Linked DNA regions of Sus scrofa: region 1 is linked to region 2. A link is a contact called in public Hi-C data. All regions are on one chromosome and are shown on one strand. Each heading gives the region's core, a stretch centred on a gene start, on an enhancer-like site or on the middle of the called end of the contact. The rest is flanking DNA. Distances are from core to core; before and after follow the strand shown. Region 1 holds the start of DFNB59 (pejvakin). Region 2 holds the start of OSBPL6 (oxysterol-binding protein-related protein 6).

What was found. Hi-C and Micro-C count contacts between places; a contact is called where the count stands out from the background.
Region 1: a contact with region 2 is called in a Hi-C map of skeletal muscle, with 2.3 times the contacts expected there. The contact joins the promoter of DFNB59 here to the promoter of OSBPL6 in region 2. A contact is called at or near these places in 1 of 5 promoter capture datasets (fetal skeletal muscle) and 2 of 47 Hi-C or Micro-C datasets (fibroblasts and skeletal muscle).

Annotation. Positions count from the first base shown.
Region 1 is chr15:84,155,490-84,159,412 of Sscrofa11.1, reverse strand. It overlaps DFNB59 (pejvakin), which reads right to left and starts at 1,549. Exons shown (of 7, transcript XM_003133509.6): 1 at 461-1,549. The coding sequence starts at 671. It overlaps PRKRA (interferon-inducible double-stranded RNA-dependent protein kinase activator A), which reads left to right and starts at 2,817. Exons shown (of 8, transcript XM_001927705.5): 1 at 2,817-3,095; 2 at 3,657-3,826. The coding sequence starts at 3,031.
Region 2 is chr15:83,870,793-83,874,907 of Sscrofa11.1, reverse strand. It overlaps OSBPL6 (oxysterol-binding protein-related protein 6), which reads right to left and starts at 2,161. Exons shown (of 25, transcript XM_021075890.1): 1 at 1,949-2,161.

The DNA of each region.
Region 1 (3,923 bases), core at 300-2,799, 290 kb before region 2:
GTTAAAATATCAATTTCTAATCTAGCCTATAATATATTTGTTTACCAACCATAATAACTTCATCAAAAAAATAAATATAAATGACTTGCATCTCATTTAACCATGTGAGAGGTAAGACTAAATAATACCTCCATTTTATAGAAAAAGAAAAATATTATGCCATATCCTAAGCTGATTTGATTAAATCAAGTTATAAAAGAACTGAAATTAAATTATACAATAAATAATCTTAAAAATACATTTGATATTATTCAACCAATAAGAGATTTGATACTATATAAACTTTAGACATTGCTGATCTTAATATTATTAAAAATGAGTTACCTTTATCAATGAAAATGTAAATATTACAAACATAGGCAGCATATACAATGTATTTTAGATTACTGATAATATAGCTGAAAGAGCTATATTATGAATTATATAAAAATGCCACTCCAAAATAGACATTTAAACTTACCAGCTGAAATTTCTCTGTCTCCTAGAAGAATATCTTTCAGTGTAAAAGGTGTTGAGGTAAATTTATATCTAGGAAACAGAAAACATCGCTTCTTTTTTACCACCAGACTTAGAGGTTGGTATTTGTCAGCCTCACTGAGGCTTGGAACAGGAACTAATCTCCCTCCATCTCCAACTTGCTTGACAAAGCTCTTGGTAGCAGCAGCAAACATATTAATAAAGCATCAAAATGTCATAAACTGCAATCCTCAGATAACAAATACATATTTTCAAAGAAAATCAGGCATAAAACTAAGTTTTGCTGATTTTAAATATAATTATTCATGTTAAAAATACAAAGCATGGTTTCACCAAGGGGCTTACCAGTCTACAATTTACAACACTGCCTCCCCTGGTGTGCTCAGGTAATGAATTATAGATTAACTGTGTAAAATGATATACTAAAAGCAAGTCTAATTTGGAATAGTAGTCTATAACACTAAAATATACACAGAAAACTTAGTAATTTTTAAATATCACCAATGTCCTTGATGAGGGTCACAGGTGATAGTGATTTGCCAGGTTTTAATGAAGCATATGGCCCTATGGGGAACAATGCAATTTAGCCACTAACATGAGCCCTGGACACCACCAACAATGGATCTAGTCCAAAGGGAATTCCTTCACAAGTCCATTACAATAATTTTGGCAACAGAAAAGTACTCTTACAAATCCTTATGCTACACAGTTCATTCTTTGAACATTTCATTCATTTTTCCTTGTACGTTTATGAAACCAAGTGATTAATATAAAAATAAATTCGCAGAATATACAGAAACAAATGTATGCAGAACTTTATAAAACACTAAGTCATATTACATATAACTGAATAAACTCTGAGCTAGGGATTTCTTATGCTGGAGATGACACATAGGGTCCTGCTGCATTTATTTTTGTTTCATAATTATCTCGGTTACTCAACCTTTAGAGAAGTATATAAAGTTTAGGCTTGTCTTTTTTGTTTGTTTGTTTGTTTGTTTTCTCTTTCTGCTATTTCTTTGGGCCGCTCCCGCGGCATATGGAGGTTCCCAGGCTAGGGGTTGAATCGGAGCTGTAGCCACCGGCCTACGCCAGAGCCACAGCAACGCGAGATCCAAGCCGCATCTGCAACCTATACCACAGCTCACGGCAACGCCGATCCTTAACCCACTGAGCAAAGGCAGGGACCGAACCCGCAACCTCATGGTTCCTAGTCGGATTCGTTAACCACTGCGCCACGACGGGAACTCCTAGGCTTGTTTTTTAGGAATTTTACGGCTAAAAATAAATTTTAGAAACAAATCTGAGTCCTGGAATTATGTATTGCCATAGCTATGTGGATATTAACATATTCTGAAGTAGTGGCTATATGGTACCTTCAATAAGACATTCATTAAAACATAACAATGGATAGTAATAGATATACATCTATAGAGGGAAGAGGGAGGGAAGAAAAAACAGACTTGTTTCAAGCCTCAAGTAATATAAATCACTTTGATTAGATCCGGATTTTTTTTCTTTGCTTTCAAGTATCCAGGGTTCGAGAGTTAACAAAAGTTTCCAAAAATGTCTCTTCGTGTGATCAGTATTGTGCCAGGCAATCCAGCAGAACGAGAAAGTACAAGGGGTTATTTCTGCAAGCAAAACCCCTAGCAGCGATAGGACATCTCATGTAGCTGAGTCCCATCAAAGGTGGTGCATCCCAGGCAAACGCCATTACAAGCAACACAGGTGTGCAGAAGCAGCAGTTAATTGGAATTGGGTTCAAAGAAAAGCCTTCGTTTACACCTAAGGTGTCTTGCTGGGACCCGCTATCCTAGCACTCAGCAGTCGACGAAGACAATGAAGCCCACCCCGGGTGAAAAAAGTGGGTCTCCCTACGTCTCCACGATCACCTAATGGCAGGCTTCAGCGACAGGACGAGCCCACCCGCAGCCTTCAGGAGCCGATATACTGCAAGTCTCACGTTTCGGGCCCAGACCGGGGCAGGCTCTCTGGCAATTTTGCATTTGAAATTTTGAAATCATTTTCTTAAAGTGACGCAATCGTCCTCTTCCCCCCCTCCCACCCACCCCTTCAAAAAAAAGGCTGAGCTGCAGGCCTCACAGACTGAAGCTTGCAAGCCCGCGGACTAGCCTCTCTAGGCAGGAAACAGCCTCCTTTTAAGGACACAGAACTGCGGTCTCCTCAAGCCGCTGGGCAGAAGGCGGGGCACCGTCTGCAGCTGAGGACTGCTGGGGCTGCGGGGAGGGCGGGGAGGGCACTAGAGAGCCTGGAGAGCAGGTGGGCGGGGCTGGCGAGGAGCTCCGCCAGAGCTGGGGCAGCAGGGGGCGTGGCCGGGAACGGAGAACGGGGAACCGTGCTCTTGCACGGAGGCTCCACCCCCGCCCGTCCCCCGGAGGGACGCAAGAGGGGAGGAGAAGGGGTGTCGGAGGAGGGGAGGAGGTGGCGGCGTCGGCGCCGGATCGCTTCTCTCGGGGACCGGCCGACCCGTGAGCGAGAACGTAGCTCCGCACTGCTCTTCCTCCCGCTGGAAAACCGTCCCTTCTCACCATGTCTCAAAGCAGGCATCGCGCTGCGGCTCCGCCGCTGGAGCGCGAGGACAGCGGGACCTTCAGGTCAGTGCCCTGGCGGTCGGGACCGAGCCGGGAAAGGCCAGGAGTGGTGGGCAGGAGAGGAGGGGGCGGGGGAGCCGGCTATCCAGCGGCATTCTGGGTAAAGCCCCTTCCTGGCGCTCGCGTCCGGGCTGCTGCTGCTGGAGCGGAGGCTAGCTCTCGGCCCCGCCCTCTTGGCGCGCTGGCCGGGGTCTCCAGCAGGGCCCAGCCCCGCCCCTCCTGTGACCTCGGGCTGCGCGGGGTGGGCGGAGGTAGCACGCGGCAACCCCGGTGGGTTTTGTCGGCTTGGTACTGGAGATTGCAACTCCCGTGCGTGCCTCCCGATTTCCTTGCTACTCCCTTCTACCCGCATTCAAGTTATCTCCCTAAAGACCTCCGTCCCCCTGCCCTCTGCCCGCCGCGGCGGGGTCCGGAGGCTTGGTAAGCCTCTCCAGTCTGGCCCTGGCCGACGGGCAGCTTCGGTGCCTTCGGCGTCACCATTAGGGGCTGTTAAAACTAGTCTCAATGCTTCTATTTCCCTCCCCGTTTTGACGTGCAAAGCACAGCTTTTTCTGGTTTTTGCAGTTTGGGGAAGATGATTACAGCTAAGCCGGGGAAAACACCAATTCAGGTATTACATGAATACGGCATGAAGACCAAGAACATCCCGGTTTATGAATGTGAAAGATCCGATGTGCAAATACACGTGCCCACTTTCACCTTCAGAGTAACCGTTGGTGACATAACCTGCACAGGTCTGTATGCACAGTTAACCCTGATGACCCTGTAGGTTGGCTGTCAAGAGCTGGTATTGCTTCTCTGTTCCCGAAAAGTGTCCTAGAGACATCATTG
Region 2 (4,115 bases), core at 912-3,411:
CATATTAACCTAATCTATTTCTGCAGTGGTGCTACAGATTTCCAACAACAAATATTTAATCTTGAAAGGACTTTACCTTTCTTTTTGGAATAAAATTAACTAACAAAAGGTTAAAGCAATCTAAGGACAAGAAAACTTATGTGAAGCAACCCCATAAAAGTCCAACCGAATCACATTATACTACAACCAAGAGACATGTGATAAACCATCATGATTTGAAACTGAGATATCCCAAAAGGAATCCATCCACTAAATGTATACTGAGTTATCAATATCAACTGAAAATATGAGCAACAACAGGAATTTTAGGCTTTCTAAAAGCAAAGACTCTAATTTAAAAATATTTTGTTTCTACTTTGTGGAAAAAAATATTTGTAGGGGGAAACAGGAAATCCAGAGTAAGAGAATAACAGAAATAATATTCCACCAATCCTGGCCTTCCTTATAATCCAAGGAGGGCTATGCATATTCTCTGTAGGTGATTATACCCCAGTTACACTGCAGCTTCCCTTCGACCTTGGGAACTCTGCTCATTCTGAGTTACTGTGAGGTCTTCTGTTTCATTTATTATTAGTCTTTGTATCTGCAATGCTGTAGCATTGGATAGGAATATCAACATTGTGAGCTAGCAGTACCTAAAACTGTAGAAATGCTTCCAAAAAACAAAGGGAGACGAGAGGGGAAAAATACATCCAAGAAGGAAACAAAGTTAATGATATTAAGATGGAATATTTAAAAATCTTACCTCTGGAGAAAGATTTCCAAAGGTAAGACTGAAAGATTTCCAACGTTTATTCATCAGCTCTGTGATACAGAACTATCCATTAACATGCAATTATTACATTTAAGAAAAGATGGTCAAGAAAAATTGTGTTATTTGGAGAAAAAAAATCACAGTTTGCTAAAACTAGTACAGCGATTTAAAAATGGAAATTCTTATAGAGGAAAAGCCTATAGGACTTTGCAATCAGGAGAGAGAAATAATCTGGCAACCCAGTGGGTTTACTTAGTTTCGTGTCATTTGCTTCATGTCCATTATGTAATGCTTTCCCCAGCTTTAGGTCTCTATGTTTAAGCTACCTTCAGGTATATAACCAGAATGGCCACAATATCAGTATCTGGTCATAACTTTCAAAAACAGCTTAAAAGGTGTCATGCAGATGTTCCTATATACACCAGAAGCTTTTTAACAAAATATGCTGGTGTCATTACTTCTTTCCGGCTTCCTCCCCAGGTTTCCCATCCCCTCCTCCCCCCAGCATCCCCCGCCAAACGATTTGCGGACAGCTCCCGGCTCGATGCAGGGGAAGCACGTCTGGACTGCAATGCAAACCCTGTCCCGGTCTGAACCGGGGAAGGCAGGCTCGGCCCTGGCTGGGGGTGTGGACGAAGGCTGCAGGGAAGGCTGCAGGGGTGGGTGGGCAGGGGTGCCCCGTGAGGGCAGTCTGCAGTGCACGCGCACAATAAAACCCAATGCACAACTTCCCCAGCCGTTCCTCTCAGCTCCCCAGCTTCCCCGAAAGGTGCGGCGTAGGCGTTAGCTGGAGCGGGCGCGCGGGTTCGGTTCTCCGCCGACAATTACATCAGTCCCTCTCCCTGCCCTCGCTTGTATCCCAGCAGCCTGGGGGAGCCGGGGCGCGGGGCGGCGCTGGGGGATGCTAGCGGCCGGAATTCCCCACGACGAGGGGGAGGGGAGGGCAGCGAGGGGGACCGTGACCCAGACGCCCCCTCCCACCTCGGTCGCGGGGCGGGACTGGCACCGCGGCCCCCGGCTCTCCCGCCAGGCTAACCCCCGGAGGGCTTTGATGCCTCAGGGGCCCAGAGCCGGGCTGCCTGGCCGCGCGTCCCTTAGGGTCCTCGGCCCTCCGGCCGCGCACAATGCCCCCGGGCCGTGCCGCGGGCACCGTCTTGCGGCTTCAGGGGTCCCCTCCGCAGCTAGGACACCTACCTGGAAGGTTGGTAGCGGCGCGGCCGATCGTGCAGCGGCAGCGGCGGGAAGCGGGAGACGGCCCAGGCGGACTGGCCGGCGCGCTAGCTGGCTGGGGAGCAGAGGCGCGGGCGCCGCCTGCGTGGAGCCGCGGTCTCCGGCTCCGACAGCGGCGGTGGCGGCGGTGCGGCGCCTCCAGTGGTCCGCGGCGCCGCAGCCCCTCCTCTCCCACGGGCGGGGCGCGCTGGCGGGGCGGTGCTCCGGGCTCCCCGCCCCCGGCTCCCGCTGGCTGGCCCCGCTGAGTGGAACCTCGGGCCGCCTGCGCTGCCGCTGCGCGCCGGACCTGCGGGGCACCCTCGCCGCGCTGCCCAGAGAGCGGGAGCTGGGCGGGCTGAGTCTCCGACGCGCAGGGTCTCACTGCTTGCGCTCACCTCCTACCCGGTCCGGGTGGGAATCCCTGGTGTCCAGAGATCACAGCGGCGGAGCCACAGCCCGGGCGTCCCCGGGCCTGAGCGCCGTAGGAGCGACCCCGCCCTCCCTGGGTCCTGCCCTTGGAGGTGGGCCAGCCCTGGTTCGTAGAGCTTGGCCCCAGATGGTCCCAGCGCTCAAGGCCTCAAGCACAGCCGCTCCGAGCACCGTGGGAGAGCGGATTCAGAAGGGAACAGCAGCCTGGCGACCTCCATGGAGGTGCCGCCCAGCCCCTTTCTCAAGCCATCATTCAGGCTGGTCCGTAAAGAAATAGGACGGTGTGTGCCTGCTCCCCACCGCCCCCGCCCCCGGCACTCCGGAGCAAAAACTTCCCGGGCCCAGAGAAATACCTCACTACACCTCACCTCCCACCTCAAACAATTACAGCCTTAAACCGTTCCCAGCGTGTGCCCAAAGGCAGATTAATTTAAAGGGAAATTTGCTGGGAAGGACAGGGTAATTTACACAGATGTTTCTATTGTAAATGGATGGCTGAAAAGATGACAGAAGTATCTATCTCAAGACGTTTCTGTCAACACCATCTTCGGGGAAGAAAATGCGGAGAACACGTAACGGGAACTATTACAGAAATAGTTGTGGAGTGCTTTGTGGGCTCTCTAGGGGTCCAGATTGGATGAGTAGGGGGAAGGGCGCCTTCAAAAATTAAAGGTATTGCTACCCACCACCGAGGCAACTGTGATGGCATTTCACTGTTCTTTAGGCTGATAAAATTCGGATTTGCTATGGAACATAGTCAATTATATGCACTCATTCCCACTCTTGAATCTCCAAAATCACCTTTTGGATTAGCTGCTTCTACCTGAACTAATAACGTTCTCATATTGTCCTGTCACAAAATATTAGATGCTGGACCTTGTGACACATCATATTTCCACCTTAATGTGAAGAAATTCTCAAGGGACTGACCTTCATTTGACCATCGCCACCTTTCACTCCTTAACATCTGGGTTCCTATTAACAAACTCTACTGAAACTGCTCTCTAAAAAGGAAAAAAAAAAAAAAAAAAAAAAAAAGCCAAACACAGAGTCTTTAACCTAAAGAAATGGTCCTCAAAATTTTTCACAACGAGTTTTCTTGCAGTGAAGCAGGTTAAGGATCTGGAGTTGTCAATGCAGCGGCTTGGGTTACTACTGTGGAGCCGGTTTGATCCCTGACCCAGGAACTTCTATATGCTCCCACCTGGCCAAAGAAAAAAAAATTTCTTTCACGGAACTCTAATATCAGAGAACCATAAACAATCAGAGAAGGGAAAGGAATTAACCTTCTTAAATTTTGCATTTTATCTTAAGAATGTTTTCACTCTACTCCATAGTATTTCTGTATGTTTTATTATTTCAAAAATAGGTTTTAGGAGTTCCTGTCGTGGCTCAGAGGTTAATGAACCTGACTGGCATCCATGAGGATGCTGATTCGATCCCCAGCCTTGCTCAGTGGGTTAAGGATCCCGAGTTGCTGTGAGCTTTGGTGTAGGTTGAAGACTCAGCTTGGATCCTGAGTTGCTGTGGCGAAGGTCCAGTTCCAATTGGACCCCTAGCCTGGGAACCTCGGGTGTAGCGCTAAAAAGACCAAAAGACCAAAAGACCAAAAAAAAAAAAAAAAAAAAAAAAAAGGTTTTAGATATCAGAGGGAAAGCCTCCTACACGTCTCATTGATTAATGATCAAATAAGGTGTGATGGCACTATACCCATCCATATAGG